Linked DNA regions of Mus musculus: regions 1, 3 and 4 are each linked to region 2. The links are chromatin contacts, called in public HiChIP or PLAC-seq and promoter capture Hi-C maps. All regions are on one chromosome and are shown on one strand. The core of a region is the stretch at or near the end of the contact, and the rest is flanking DNA. Distances in the headings are between cores, read along the strand shown. Region 1 has its middle 3.5 kb from the start of Gm41048. Region 2 holds the start of Ppwd1 (peptidylprolyl isomerase domain and WD repeat containing 1). Region 3 holds the start of Shisal2b (shisa like 2B). Region 4 overlaps Cwc27 (CWC27 spliceosome-associated protein).

What was found. Promoter capture Hi-C pulls out the DNA fragments that hold promoters and counts their contacts. HiChIP or PLAC-seq counts read pairs in DNA pulled down with a chosen protein or histone mark.
Region 1: a contact with region 2 is called in a promoter capture Hi-C map of embryonic stem cells, with 2.6 times the contacts expected there. The contact joins the enhancer-like site here to the promoter of Ppwd1 in region 2. A contact is called at or near these places in 5 of 39 promoter capture datasets (cranial neural crest, embryonic stem cells, frontonasal cranial neural crest and 2 more) and 5 of 115 datasets of contacts at active chromatin or transcription factors (astrocytes, embryonic limb bud, embryonic stem cells and 1 more).
Region 3: a contact with region 2 is called in an H3K27ac HiChIP or PLAC-seq map of double positive thymocytes, with 2.9 times the contacts expected there. The contact joins the promoter of Shisal2b here to the promoter of Ppwd1 in region 2. A contact is called at or near these places in 7 of 39 promoter capture datasets (the 3T3-L1 cell line, the C10 cell line, cranial neural crest and 4 more), 7 of 115 datasets of contacts at active chromatin or transcription factors (the 230-238 cell line, the NIH/3T3 cell line, the SCID.adh cell line and 4 more) and 2 of 9 other capture datasets (adipose tissue and embryonic stem cells).
Region 4: a contact with region 2 is called in an H3K4me3 HiChIP or PLAC-seq map of the 230-238 cell line, with 15 read pairs. The contact joins the enhancer-like site here to the promoter of Ppwd1 in region 2. A contact is called at or near these places in 14 of 39 promoter capture datasets (the C10 cell line, the HPC-7 cell line, cranial neural crest and 10 more), 13 of 115 datasets of contacts at active chromatin or transcription factors (the 230-238 cell line, the NIH/3T3 cell line, the SCID.adh cell line and 7 more) and 3 of 9 other capture datasets (adipose tissue, embryonic stem cells and macrophages).

The regions. Positions count from the first base shown.
Region 1 is chr13:104,909,481-104,913,061 of GRCm38.p6, reverse strand. No RefSeq gene overlaps it. Among named protein-coding and RNA genes, the nearest start is that of Gm41048, 3.5 kb to the left of the region's middle. Within about 2 kb of position 1,856, at least 9 of the 459 cell types and tissues checked have an H3K27ac peak or open chromatin away from gene starts, as enhancers often do. A contact at or near this core is called in embryonic stem cells, where this site is marked.
Region 2 is chr13:104,226,990-104,230,623 of GRCm38.p6, reverse strand. Ppwd1 (peptidylprolyl isomerase domain and WD repeat containing 1) reads left to right here and starts at 1,780. Exons shown (of 11, transcript NM_172807.4): 1 at 1,780-2,018. The coding sequence starts at 1,823. It overlaps Cenpk (centromere protein K), which reads right to left and starts at 1,658. Exons shown (of 10, transcript NM_001377093.1): 1 at 1,622-1,658.
Region 3 is chr13:104,862,565-104,866,203 of GRCm38.p6, reverse strand. It overlaps Shisal2b (shisa like 2B), which reads left to right and starts at 2,311. Exons shown (of 3, transcript NM_029984.1): 1 at 2,311-2,681. The coding sequence starts at 2,491.
Region 4 is chr13:104,761,295-104,764,925 of GRCm38.p6, reverse strand. The region is part of intron 10 of Cwc27 (CWC27 spliceosome-associated protein); the gene reads left to right. Among named protein-coding and RNA genes, the nearest start is that of Cwc27, 54 kb to the left of the region's middle. Within about 2 kb of position 1,620, at least 15 of the 459 cell types and tissues checked have an H3K27ac peak or open chromatin away from gene starts, as enhancers often do. A contact at or near this core is called in the 230-238 cell line, where this site is marked.

The DNA of each region.
Region 1 (3,581 bases), core at 607-3,106, 680 kb before region 2:
TCTGCTTTCCAGGATGAAATAATTAAAATATTTACCTTTTGAAAGATAAAAAAAATACTCTTGTTGGACATTTACAATTCAGGTTAAATGAAGAAAACAGCATATTTTCCTATTTCAAGTTCCTTCAGCTGTACCAGGAAACCTGGCTTCTCTGCCCTGCATACTGAGTATCAGAATGTCTTTAGTGACTTTCACCCATGAGGACTGCAATTCAATAATAGGCTCCCGATGTGGGGTTCTCGAACAACCCTAGCTATCCTGTACTTCCTTCACCTTCCTAGGGGACAGACTTAATATGGGCACACTGACAAGCAGGTGAGATCAGAAGAGAAGGAAGGGCGGGCTGGGCAGTTAGAGGCCACAGTGGTAGAGGTGGGTGGGTGAGGTATGGTCATTATTGGAAAATAATTGAGGGCATCAAATAGATAAGTAACAGTAGAATAGGATGGTAAGTAAGATAAGTAACAATAGCTTTCCCCAAGACTATGTTCATTTAATATTTGTTGTCATTCAACCAACATTTATTGAGTATAAGCTATGTACCTACGCCAGCTACGCAGTTTTAAAGACACAGCCTTGTCCTGTCTTCCAGACCTACCTAATGTAGAAGACACAGGGAAGATATTGATATAATGACGACAGCAGATGGGAGGAGGAGATGGAGGTGATAGGGTTTCATGCATTCATTAATCCTGCATGTTTCTCCTTTTCTCCTAAACCACTGGGCACAGGCTCTTACTTCTGCCTCTCCTATAAAACTGATTTCAGAACCATCCAATGCTCCGCTGCTGCTGCTGCTGCTGCTGCTGCTGCTTCTTCTTCTTCTTCTTCTTCTTCTTCTTCTTCTTCTTCTTCTTCGTCCTCCTCCTCCTCCTCCTCCTCCTCCTCCTCCTCCTCCTCCTCCTTGGCTTCTTCTCCTTCTTTTCTTCTAATCTGGGGAAGGGGCTCAGTCTGTGTTTTTTCACAAAAAGAAGATGGAGCTCAATGGCTGCCTGAGAGATTAGTTCGTCAACTAGACACAGATCCTGAATCTTCTAGCAAGTATGACTCTAACCTTGATTATGGCTAAAAATCCTCTTTAGCCAAAAAATTAAATTAAAGCACAGCCTCCACTCCCAGGGAAGCTGTAAGCCTTTCTGCAATTCTCAAAGTCACCTCCTCCACACCCGGAGCTCTAGGTCTAGCCTGATCGTTGCTAATTTGCAAATGAATGGAGTATCTGGACTTCCCCAAAAGAAGCTTTTGTAGTGTGCCTTTCACTGTCTAGACTTTGTTTTCAAGCAGGTCAGTCAACGCCCTTCAGCCTGACTGCAGCAGGTGTGCATCCCCGCCCCCAACAGCTTGCAGGTGGCAGTTATTAATTTTCATCAAGAATTCTAAGTACATATTGTCTTGTCCCTTTGGTCTGATTTGGGAATAAGGTGCGCTATGAGGGCCAGTTAGCCAATGACAGGCAACCAGATCCCAGATCATACCAATCTAAGACAGGGGTACATGCCAAAAGGCAGTGGCCGTTGATATTACACCATAGAGCCATGTTTGTGTGAATTATAACACAAACTCACTGCATGTAACTTCTGATAACGGAATTGGATGGTTCGAGAGGATCTGAGATCCTAAGGCAGGCACGGCCGCCAGCCACCATAATTCCCAGGCAGGACTATGGAGCATAAATAAATTTTATACCTCAGTCCAGCTTTTTATTAATATTAATAACAGGGAGGAGATGTAGCCTCCCAAAAACCTGAAACAGGCTAAGCCAGAACCTGACCTTGCTGCCACTAAGGAGATTATCTAGGGTGGAGCCTTCCTCCCTAGATCACTCTAATGTTCTGCCACCTTGGCTGTTCCTCTTCAAGATACTGCTACCTGCTGAGAGGCCCTGGAGCTATTCTGGAGATTACGCCCTATTCTGCACATCATCACCTGCAGCTGGTTCCAGGCTCCAAGGATGAATTGGCAGGAATAACCTTAAATATCTGCTTCTCTTGCCATCACCTCCCACAGACTGGGATTACAGGGTACACTTCCACACCTAGGTCTATGTAATGATGAGGATATAGCCCAGTGCTTCTTGAATAGTAGAGATATACTCTACCAACTGAGCTACCCCCACCAGCCCTGGGATCCCCATATTCTTTGTGCACTGATATGTCCTGAGCACCTACAACCCTGCTTGGGACATGGTAGGAGCATAATAACATATGTTTACAGCCCTGCTTGGGACATGGTAGGAACATAATAACATATGTTTCATTAAAACTGAGTTTGTTCAACACCACTTGGAAGACAGATTTTTTTTTTTTTTGCATCTGCTATGCGCCATTCTGCAATACAGTACCTAAATATTAAGAGATAAATAAAGGAGACTTGCCCTCACATTCATGAAGCACAAAGAACACTGGAGAGCAGACTCCACCAGAGGAATTGTGATGACCGTTCTCATGGTAGTCAGAGTGTTGTTGGAAAATACACTTGGGAGTTAGAAAAGGCCTCCCTAAGGAAATGGCTTAAGTTAAAACCAGAATGAAATATAAACGGAAGTGGGAAGGACACGCAGAGCATCCTGGACTGAGAGAGCAGACAGGGGTGGCATCAACCAAGTATTGTGCAGGAGCAGTGACTCATTTGTGGCTGGGAAAGGAAAGAGGAAAACCAGATGAGATCACACTTAAATTGAATTAACTGGGTCAGGTAGCAGGGACTGACAGGTTGCAAGGGTGAGAAAGAGCAAATAGACCACTGTCAGCTGAAATCCAGGAGAAGGGAAATGTGGAGCTAGGTTGACTGAGTTTGCCTGGACCACAGGGCTGAGCTCCTAAGGGAGTGCTACGAGAAGAAAGGCAGTTGGAGCAGACATAATGAGAAAGTCTGGGAAGGATTTGTGTGGGATTTCACCATCTTATTTAGTTGTGGCATGTTGACTCCAAGAACTGACACCATGGTAGTCGAGAATATGCTGAGTTTGATCCCACAACCTAGAAGGTCCCGGACACTGTTTTTATAAAGGAATGAAAGACAAAATCTTCGTCGTTAAAATTCAGAGGAGTCAAATGAACCCAAGAATTTACAGTTCACTTCTTCACAGTGAGAAATAGAGCTCTGCCTGACAGCCATGGTTGGTGGCCCTCAGTCTCGTTGCCTTCACACACTCTTTCTCTGGATCTGTGAATGCACCAGAAGGTTCCAGAAGGGAGGTTTCCTGTAACCTTGACAAAGCATTGCTTTTAAGTGGTGTTGCCTGACTGGTTTGTTCTCATAAAGGATTACCATGGCTTTTTTCAGGGAACCAAGTTGCTCTCGTTTTCAAGTTCTTTCTAGTGAACGAACCCAAGGGAATTAAGCTGGGAAATGAAAAGGCCAGGATGAAGATGGGAAATGGAAAGGCCAGTTAGGATCTGTGTAACCAGGATGAAGACAGTGGGGCAGGATGAGACAGAGGACTATCCAGGGAATGGAAGATTAAAACAATCGTATTTGTCCAAATTGTTCTGTCAAAAGATTTTACAGAGAAAAAAAATTGAAATTATTGGGAGGGGAAAAAATTTCATACCAGACCATAAAAAATTATATAGAAAATG
Region 2 (3,634 bases), core at 531-3,030:
GAACACGCACCTGTTGGAGGGAATATTTTCATATAGCCATTATTAAAAAAAAAAAAAGAGTATGGATGTTAGCAAAAATTAGAAACAGAACTACCACAGGATCCAGTAATTCCACTATTAGATATATATCCAAAGGAAACTAGCATGTTAAAAAGATGTTTACAATCTTGTTTACTATAGCACCATTCACAATAGCCCAGATATGTAATCAACTAAGTGTCCACCTAATGAAGAATGGATTTAAATTTTAAAAAGTTCCATTGTAACAGGAGAGTCAGTAGAAAAACAAGAGTGCAAAATTCAGGTAGGTGAGGAGATGTATTGGTAAGAGCTTGTGGAAGGTGTGTTTGAATTACTTCTTCCAACTAAGTGAAATGGAACCTAAGGTGATCCACTGTGAGGAAGTATCAAGGAATTTGAATTTTAAGAGCAGATACAGCCAGGTGGTGTGACCCCTGCCTTTAATCCCAGCACTTGGGAAGCAGAAGCAGAGGCATTCGAATCTCTGTCCTTTCAAGGACAGTCAGGACATAAAAGAAAAATCCTATCTCAGAAGGGGTCAGGGTTCAGAGAAATAGCTTATCACATAAAGGCTATAAGGTTTACAAACAAAATTTTAAGAGGAGAGGGGGAAAGGTTACAGAATGTTGGTTTTTTTTGTTTTTTGTTTTTGTCTTTAAGAAAACTCAAAGAATATAAAGCAACTTTGGATAGTAGCCCACTTTAAATTACTAACTAGTGGCCCAATTAAAACAACAAAAGATAGCATATTAATGAATATAGTCATCCAGGGCAAGGTTACTAGATGGCTGTTGTAAAGATGATAGTGTATCATGAGGTACAGTTAGGTAATTTTAAGGATGTAGAGAGGACCTGTAGTTTACAACATCAGATGTAAATCAGAATAAACACCGCCCCAATGTATTTTTTTACTCATAAGGAATTTTTAAGTCTTAAATTGCTTAACCTGTAAATTACCAACGGAGAAGTGGTACAGGATGCAGCTTTGTTGTTGGAATAGACAGAACACGGTAGCATGCTCCTAGGTTAAAGGTGTCAATAACGCGAAGATGTCAACTCCCCCCAAATTGTCCTCTTTTATCTTAATTAACATCTTAAAGGCGACAAAAACTCTGTCGCACTTGATGAGGAAATTCTAGACCTATACAGAAATATAAAGATCCAGAAATAGCAAAGGCTCATAGACTATATGCTAATCGTCAAACATAGAGCAGGCAGGTGGAGACGCGGGAACGTAACACGCAGGCCCTTCGTGAATTTCTCGCGTCACATACATACACATTCCAAGTCAAAAAGAATATTCTAAATGGGAGGCCACCTTATAAATTACAGTAATTTCAATATATAGTTTAGCTGATAGAAATCTACTTCATTCTTTTTAACAAAAAGTTCCTTCCAACCCCGCCCCTCGGCTTTTTCGGGAAAAAACAGGTAGGTTCTAGAACAGCATTGGCCCGAGAGGCCGAGAAGCGCGAGACCTCCAGTTCGTAAGGCGTAAGCGTCCGATCTAGGGGGTACCTGGGTCCCCCAAACCCGCGAGCTGCCATCCTCCTTGACAGAAAACTGGGGCCTTTGCCAGTCAGAGCCGGTTTCAACTCACTTCAGTCCTCCGGCCTCCTCAGCGCTCTCGTCAACACAGCCAAGCCGCGCTGTTTACGCGCGCTGCTCGCTGATTGGACCAGCTGCGCCCACCGCAGCCAATCAAAAAGCGCTTCCGGCAGCTGACGGACAAAAGCTGCGCCGCGGCTCGGGGAAACCTAGTTCACTCGGTCGTCGCGTCTCTTCTAACGCCTCGGACGACATGGCGACCGAGAGTGGGAGCGATTCGCAGCTGAGGAGGAGAAGGCGCCGAGACCCAGAGGGATCAGAAAAAACGGAACTGAGCGAGCGAGAACCGGCCCTGGCAGTGGCGGGGAGCGAAGAAAATGATGATGAGAATGAAGAGCGCTGGGTCGGGCCTTTACCGGTGGAGGCAACCCTTGCCAAGAAGAGGAAAGGTAGCAGCGGAGAGCCCGCGAGCAAGCTGGACGGCTACTCCGGCCGAGTGGGAGGGTTGATCTCAAGCACGCCCACGGGCGGGAGTGAGATTGTGGGTTTGTGCACTTAGAACGGACGATCTTCACTGCATTTCCTCCCTAAAGAGTGAATTGGTGTTAGTATGGCGTGTTAAAAAAAAAAAAAAAAAAAGGAACACCGTTGATTCCTGACTGTCAGAGATGATACAAACTAGTGCTTGTCTGTATTTCTGTGTTTGGATGCTTTTTTTGACCTCATAGCTGCTGTGTGAAGTTGGAATTCCTAATATTGATTGAGCAGGTGTGGGAAGGAGCTCTCAGAATCATAAACACTTAAGCTTTCAACCCTGACTCGTCTAGTAATGAATTTTCAAACTCAGGGGAAGTTGCTTAAGCTAGCTGGATATGAAGCCATACTCGAGACAATATAGTAAAGTTTTGCCACTAACGTGAATAATAACAAGATTTTATAATATTAAAGTTTGGTAAAGAGATAATATTTACTGTTTTAAAGACTGTTCTAGGAACTTTTTCATAAATGTCTTAGGGTTGTGTGTGTGTGTGTGTTCGTTCGCTCACGCGTTAATCTCAATTCTGACTGTGGAACTATTTAAAAATCTTTTATTTTCAGAACAAAGCCCAAACACCTTAACATGGATTATGAGGCAGTTTGTCTCTCTTTATTTCCCCAAGCAGGACTCCCAATTCTGTCCATTCTCAAAACCCTACCTTGTCCTTGAGCAAGGGCTCCTCTACGTTCCTGTCCAGATACTGTGAAGTGTCTCTATCTGGAGTCATTTCTCTCCTTTAACCATGCTAGCTTTTTAACAGGTCTAGGTTTTAGGTCAGTGCTTTTTGAACATTGGATAGTGACACCCTTTAGTTAGCTCCTTACTTTTTCTGCCCAATCCTGCTTTTGCCTTCGAGGCACTTACTACTTTTTGTAGTTGTGTGTTTACTCATGTGACTTCCTGAACACTACTAGCCTAATCATGTAAGAACAAGGATCTTGTACTTTCGGCTCCAACACTTCAATACAGTGTTTTGCATACAAGTTTAAATGAATATTTTATAACATTTGTGCTGTTATTATTTCACCTAAATATTACTACAAGAACTGCTTAGGTGGAAAGAATGGAAGGATAATTTAGGAAGGAAAACGAAACAAAATGAAAAAGAAAAACCAAACTTTGAAATGCTGACATAGGAAACAAGTGTCTTATGAACAATAGAGTTGGGACAGGAATAGGTATATCATGTGAAAAATCTTTTCCCTTAGCCAGATTTTTTTTTTAAGCCAACCAATGGAGTTTGAGTTTGAGGGAGGATGACAGGTGCTTAGTGATTTAAAATTTTTGGAAATGTAGGCAAGATTAGACTTTTGTGTGTATATGTTCACAATGATATATGGTTGTTTTATAGTACTTTGAGTTAAGCTATTTTTTAAACATTTATTATTATTATTACTATTATTTTATGTGTAAGGGTGTTTTGCAGGCATGTATACTATGTGGGTGTCAGGTATATTATGTGTTGGTGGGACCAGAGAGGTGGGAACGCTTATACTTAGTACAAGAGTGGAGGGCAGAGGACAATGT
Region 3 (3,639 bases), core at 1,062-3,561, 640 kb before region 2:
TGTGAACATTATAGAGTGTATTTACACAAACTAAGGTTGTTATAATGTCATTAGGCAATAAAACTGCATGGGTGTCCCCCTGCCTCCTGTATATGTGGTTCATCATTGATTGCCATGTTGTTGTGTGGTGCCTGTCTGTAGTAGAAACCAATGTGAGGGTGTGGATGCGACTCAATGGGTAAAGTGTTTGCCTAGCATTCAGGAAGCTCTACATTCGATTCCCAGCATTAGATATCTATGCAAATAATACTAGATATGTATACAAATGGCATAGCAGTGCATGCCTGCCATCCCAACACTGGAGGGGGGGAGGTGAAGACAGGAGTTATCAGAAGGCCGAGGTTACCTTTGACAACATAGTAAGTTCAAGGCCCACTGAATCCAGTCTCGAAAATAAAATTATTTAAAGGCACATTTACTGGAAAGGGACATTTGCTCTTGAGTTCAGGGATCTCAAAAGAATGAAGGTGCAAGAAAGAGCTCAAACAAAAATCCACAAAGCCCTCAACATTTAGTCAAACCCTTGTTTGTTACTCCTCTCTGCCTCATTTTTCTCTTTTTTTGCCCACTACTTTCTTTTGCCTTCCTGTGCATGTGATAGAATTGTATTCCTATGAGAGAGACCAAGCCCAGACCTAACTAAATTGGGTCCAATCTCTGGCTGAGTCTGTGGAATGCTAGAAACCAGATTGAATTCCCAGCTCTAGACAAAAAAAAAGAAACAAAACCCACGACACAATGGGTCCTGGCCGTAGATATGGCGCACTGCAGGATGTGGCGTCTAAGTGGAAACAGGTGAAGGAAGCCTTGTGAGGCTCCTCCTACCCACCCTCCTCCGCCCTGTGACAAATGTAGCTGCTGAGCAGCATGGGTGAGATTCAGGTGGAGTCTGGTTGGTTCTGAGTTGAGAATGTGACGCTGAGAATCCAGGAAGCCATGGGGGGTATCAGAACATGGTTCCAGAGAGGAGAGAATTGGGTGAGAGGACAAATGACCTATAGTCTAGCTTCGAAGGTACAAGAATGTTCAGCTTAGTACTGATCTGTATACATAGGGGAGGAAGCTGTCTGAGGCTGGGGAAAGAAACATTGAAAAGAGTAGAGAGAATGGTCTTTAAAGTTCCTGCTTCTACGCTTTTTGGCTAAGATCAAGTAAAAAGTTCCGACAGATCTGGAGGTGGTGGGGTCTGCTGCCACTGGTAAACTGCGATTCTGAATGCATGGAGTAGAATATTCAGAAAGCATTGGTTTCTGTAGGGAAAAATGTAGTCCCCAGGCCCATGCTGGCCCCGCCTAACAAGGTTTAAAAACAAATTGGAAAGAATCAAACTGCTTCCAAGTAGCTGTGTCCCAGAGCATGGCTGGGAAATATTTATAAGACTAGAAAAATATCCAGCACACAAGTTCATGATGTCTGCCTTCCAATCAAGCCCCTGGCCAAAGGAAGGAAGCAGAATTTGAAAATGAACAGGTGGGTATGGGGGACTTTTGGTATAGCATTGGAAATGTAAATGAGCTAAATACCTAATAAAAAATGGAAAGAAAAAAAAAAAGAAAAGAAAATGAACAGTGCTCTGCCCTGGAAATTCTGCAGGCACTAGCTTCCAGTGAAAGCTATTGTTATTTTTGTTCTTATCCTCCCCCCCCCCCCCGCAGTATTGTTTGACTTGCTACAACAAGGACACATCGCTAATGTTATTTCAAAAGACTGGACAAATCGCTTAGGAAAATGAGAATCAACGGAAAAAGTGGTTTCTGCACTTCAGAAGTGACCGAAAGTCTTCCCCTTTCTGCTTCACTTTCTGGAAGCTTCTCACTTTCTTTTCCACCATCTCTTGCCTTTCCTCCCTTTTCCATGTAGTTTAGGTGAACATGGGGGTGCCACTGTATGTTTTTTTAAAACACCCACAGTTAATTTTTCTAAGAGAATGTTGTTACCTGACTTTGAACACCCTGTACTCTCACTAAAGCTAATCAGAGGCCCTTTTACTAGCCTGCTCCCCAACCTGGATTAGTAGTCCACCCAGGTAAAGCCTTTGCAAGCCAGACCCCATTTGCCATGTCACTGGGCAAACAAAGTGCCATGACACTTTGGCTGTACCTGTGTAAACTGCACCCAAGCCCACCTCTGCTGTTCCCTCTACAGAGATCCTTCTGATGTGAAGACTGCTACAGGTTGTGATGAAGAGAATGAAACTGGAAGGGAGTCCGTAGAGAGCAAAGAAAACAGTCGGAGTTCCGGAGAGGGAGAAGAGGCAGAGGGCTGGGCCATCAGAGAAAGGGACCACTCAGAGACCAGACCCAGCGGTGAGAGCAGAGAGCTCCGGCACCTCGTGGACAGCGGGAGGTAGAGCGGAGAGGGCTCAGAGGCTGAGTGCCAGGCACTTGGACCCCAAATCGCAGGAGGCGCCCAGGGTTGCCTGGGCTTGGGACGAGCGCAGTCCGAGCACACATCGCACGCACCTCGGGATCCTGAGCACGGCCGCCGGCGATGAGCCAGAGCAGCCGCCTGTGCTCGGGCTACTACAGCCTCAACCGCAGCTTCGTGGAGCCTTTCCAGTGCCCGCAGCGCGGCGATGGGGCCGCGCTGCTCTATTGCTGCGGCTTCGCAGACCTCAAGTACTGCTGCAGCGAGCCGGGCAGCTACTTCCCCTACAAGCACAGCTACATGTGGAGCCTCAGGTGGGCAGGGCAAGGCAGGGCAGGGCAGGGCAGGGCAGGGCAGGGCAGGGCAGGGCAGGGCTGGGCAGGGCTGGGCAGGGCAACCTCCTTCTAGACCCGGGAAAGTGACCAGTGAAAGACACAAAGCTGGAATCAGGGAAGTCTAGCTCCGGCTGGGTTCAGGTCCTCGTGCCAAGGCGCCAGATTTCTGAATGGTTTCTGCAGAGAACCCTGGAGACAAATGAGAACCCTGTATATATCCCAGGCTACCCCAGGGACCACTGCTTGTGAGATGAGCTGGAAACTCTACTAACAAGACTGGAGGTTTTAATTCCTCTTCAGGTATTTGTTGATATGGTACATTTGAATGGAAAGGACGCTTCTTTGGAACCCAGGTTGAGGTATTGGACCAATGGAGTACTTAGAGTCACTGGGCAGCTGGGGTCTCTCTCTCTCTCTCTCTCTCTCTCTCTCTCTCTCTCCCTCTCTCTCTCTCTGTGTGTGTGTGTGTGTGTGTTTGTGTGTTGGCTTGAGTAGGTGCTACATACAACTAGGCTTTACAACTTGCTCTTCTCAGCGGTTCGGACACTGACACTGCACAACCAGACTGAAGGGTCGAGCACGGAAGGAAGAGCTTGAGTTACTCTGCTTACACACAGTGTGTCCTTTCTAGACACCCTTCCCTCGCACCTGAACCATTTGACCATGGCTTGACGTCTGGTCACTTTTCAAAGACAAGCCTTTCTTGATTCTTTTTCCTACATTGTACCCCCACCCCCACCCCCCGCTTATTTCTGTTCAGACTTTATGCTTGTTTTCACATTGAAATGCTCCCTCTAGAAGACTGCAAACTTAGAAACTTTAAATTTGATTCTTTTCTTTTGTGTACAGAATGAATGGAATCTTAATATTATAGGAAAGAACTTAAACTCCTAACATAAATTGTGTGTGTGAGCGTGTGTGAGGGTGTGTGTGTGTG
Region 4 (3,631 bases), core at 371-2,870, 530 kb before region 2:
GTGTGGAAACAGCAAAGGTTTTTACTTTTCATTATGTAAATTAGCAGTGGAAATAGCTATATTGCTCTATGATGTTATCTTACTAAATATAGATAATGTGCATTCATTTCTGTGAAAGGAAATAGTTTGCCACAACTAATGGTTAGATATTTGTTATAACAAATTATTCATCATTGGAATATCCCATATCTTTCAGTAGTTTTTTTTTTTTTTCTGTAAACTTCTTTAGGGTTATAAATTGATCAACTTCTATGGCTTTATTTTATAAGCCATTTTTCTGATTTTTATGAACCCCCTCCTCCTCCACCTCCTTCTTCTCTCCTCCTCTTCCTCCCCATCCTTCTCCTCCTCCTCCTCTTCCTCCCCATCCTTCTCCTCCTCCTCCTCTTTTTCTTTTTTTTTAAGTGTTTGTATCTTTGGTTGGGTGCCTGTGGAGGTCAGAGGCTTCATATCCTCTAGAGCAAGAGTTATAAGAGGCTGTAAAGTGTGTGATCTGGGTGATGAGAATTTGACTCTCACCCCCGGCAAAATCACAATAATAGTACAGGGCTCTTAAACACTGAGCCATCCCTCTAGCCCCTATTTTATTCTTGAATAAAGAAAAAAGATAAAGATTTTATGGTACTATTTATGCTGTTTTTGTGCTCATGTGTTTTTTGAACTTGTTTCTTGACACTTCTGATATGTGGATAATAAAAACCAAATGAGATTTAAAGCTTATTTGGCTAATTTTGGTGATAAAATAGACATCTCACATAGTACAGGAAAGATATTCAGAGGTGGGTGGAATGGCATTTTAAGGAAAGCCCTCACTTGATAGCTCTTCCTGTGTCGTAGCCCAGGCTGGCCTTTTGCTCTTGGCATTACTTCTGCCTGAGTCGCTAACATTCTGGTATTAGAGGAATAAGCCACAATGCTCGGCTAAGTAAAAATCTGAAGAAGCTACAAGCTACCATATAAGTTATACGACACACCCAGTTCTACAAATATGTGAATTTTGTATTCAAATAAGCAGATAGTTCATTAAAGCCACGAGACTGCACTGTATTTTCCTTACAACATTCATTAAAGAACAGGCGTTGTATCACTTAGTGAACTTCTGCTAATAGCTTACAGGTAAGTTTATTCTACGGAGGCTTTCTTCTCAAGCTTCTTGATGTAACCTGATGCTCTTTAGTGGCTCTAGGAGACAATGGAAGGGAAAAGGGAGAGGTGAGTCTCAAGGCATTCGGTACAAACAGCACTGCCTGCCTGTAGTTCTGTGAGCTCTGTATCCTATTTTTAGGCCCTACTTTACAGTTATGTTTTTACTTTCATTCAATTGCTAATCAACAGTTTCCTCTGTGAAGATGTTTTTGCCATTCTTGGAACCAAGTAGAATTTTCCCTTTAATAATAGTACTGTTTGTAGAGGTCCCAGGCATATGACCTTTAAAAAAGAGAAAAGAAGCAAATCATGTTCCTAAGTTAGTGTGTGGTTAGAGGAAGTTGGCCCATTCACATCAAGCCTAATTTGATGTGAGTTAGTACAACCTTTGACAAAAGTTTGTGGTTCACAGCTCTGTCTGGAGGGAGACAATACATCATATTGTGTAAGTCACCCAACAGAGGAACAGTATTGTCAGTAACAGCTCTTGAGTCGTCATTCCTGAATCTGGTGATATAAAGACCGCTTCCTTTTCAGTACCTTTAGATTTGTTTGCTGAAGGTGGAGCCCATCATGGAGAACAACGCTAAGTTTAGTAAGGCTTCTGTGATGTTTCTATTTCAGAAGACTTGTATTTATCTGAGTTACAGGACCGTTTATATAAACGAGAAAGTAAGAGTTTCCATATACTGGGAGAGCTTTTGAAAGGGTGCCCTTTATGCTTGCCACTTCATCCCCACCCAGTGTTACAAACAAACATTCATGTCTGCAGTAGGCCATTTGTGGGTGTGTGTAACTGTGCTTCAAGACATTCAATCTCAGGCCTTTTCCAGTCCCAATGAGGATGGTTCAAAAATGAGTGCTCACTCCATTGTCATTTAGCAAGTTCAGCTTTTAAGGCTTATGAATGTATTTTTTAATAATAGTAAATATAGCAGAGGGTGGGCACTTCGTATAAAATGACAATACTGTGACCACTATCAAATTTAATTGTAGTTTTGTTTCTTGAGATTAGGATTTAGAAATGATACATTCTTGAATAGCCTACTTAATTACCCTGGTTTCACGTGTGCAGGTGTAAACACACATGCACACACACATACACACACACACACACAGAGGCCAGACTCAGGTCTCCTTGCACTATGTGGCTCCTGGGGACTGAGCTCAGGTTGGCTGGCTTGGCGGTGAGTGCCTTTTACCTGCTGAGCCGTCTCTCCAGCCTTTTTAATAGAACCATGTGTCCAGTGAAATGTTTACAACGTGACCTCACTGCTTACTTTGGCTACCAAAGTGTCAAATTTGATCTTCAAACTAATTAAGATTTAAATTCCTTTTAATGGATAACACAGAAAAATTATTAATGAATTTACCATACTTAATAATTTGTATTGGGGCAAAAGAGAAGGCTCAATGAGTAAAAAGCCCTTGGCAAATACATGTGAATCTCAGAACTTGGGTAGTCAGCACCCATGAAAGTATGTGATGGGTGTAATGACTCTCCTGCAATCCCAGTACTTGGGAATCTCAAAACTCGGATCCCCAGAAGTTGGCTAGTGAGATATTGAATGAGCTCTGGGTTAATTCAAGAGCCCTGCCTCAATATATAAATTGGAGAACACTCAAGGAAGACTGTAGATGTCAACCTCCAATCTCCACACCCACATACATATACATGCACACAACACATACTGCTATTAATAGCAGAATGGTTTGTCTTTGTAGCCAAGTATTTCAGGCTAAAAAAATATACTTTGCTGTTGTAGTTTCCATTTAAAAAAGAGAACAGAAACCTCGCCTGATAGCAGTCTTTCTTATATACAGTTTTATCACTTACTGTAATGTGGAATTGTGCTAAACTTCTTCCAACATATGATAGCTGGGGTACTCATTAGCTTACAAACTATTTTCCTTTAGAATTTTTTTAAGGTTGAAATTTTAATACTATTTAGCTGAGGAGGCAATTTTTTTTTTAATGTTTGGGGTATCATTTCTTTAAAAAAATGAGCAATCCTTTAAAAATAAAATAAAGTAATAGCAACAACAACAAAATTACTGATATAACAGTCTCCTTAGAGGTTTCTGGATACATTCATGTAGCTAAGCAAGAGTGTCTGGGCAATTAGTATTGTTATGTGTTTGACCCATTACTCATGGCTAGCAAGCTTATTCAATAAAAGTGATCAGATTGGTTTTATCATCTTTTTCTAACATTGTATAGGGTTTTGGGTAGGTTATGTATAAATATGAGAATACACATTTTGTACGCCTTTAGATTTATTTTCCAATTAATCAAGACCCAGTGTGTTCTCATTACTAACATCAGGGAGAAAGAGATGAAGTCTATCTCAGCATAGTTTCTTTCAGCTTCAGTGAACTTAATACATACACTTACTATACAGTGGCTAATAAATATATATAAGTAAAACAAGGCTACTGAGTCAGGAAAGTTCATTTCCTCTATCACTGACTTTTATATTCACTG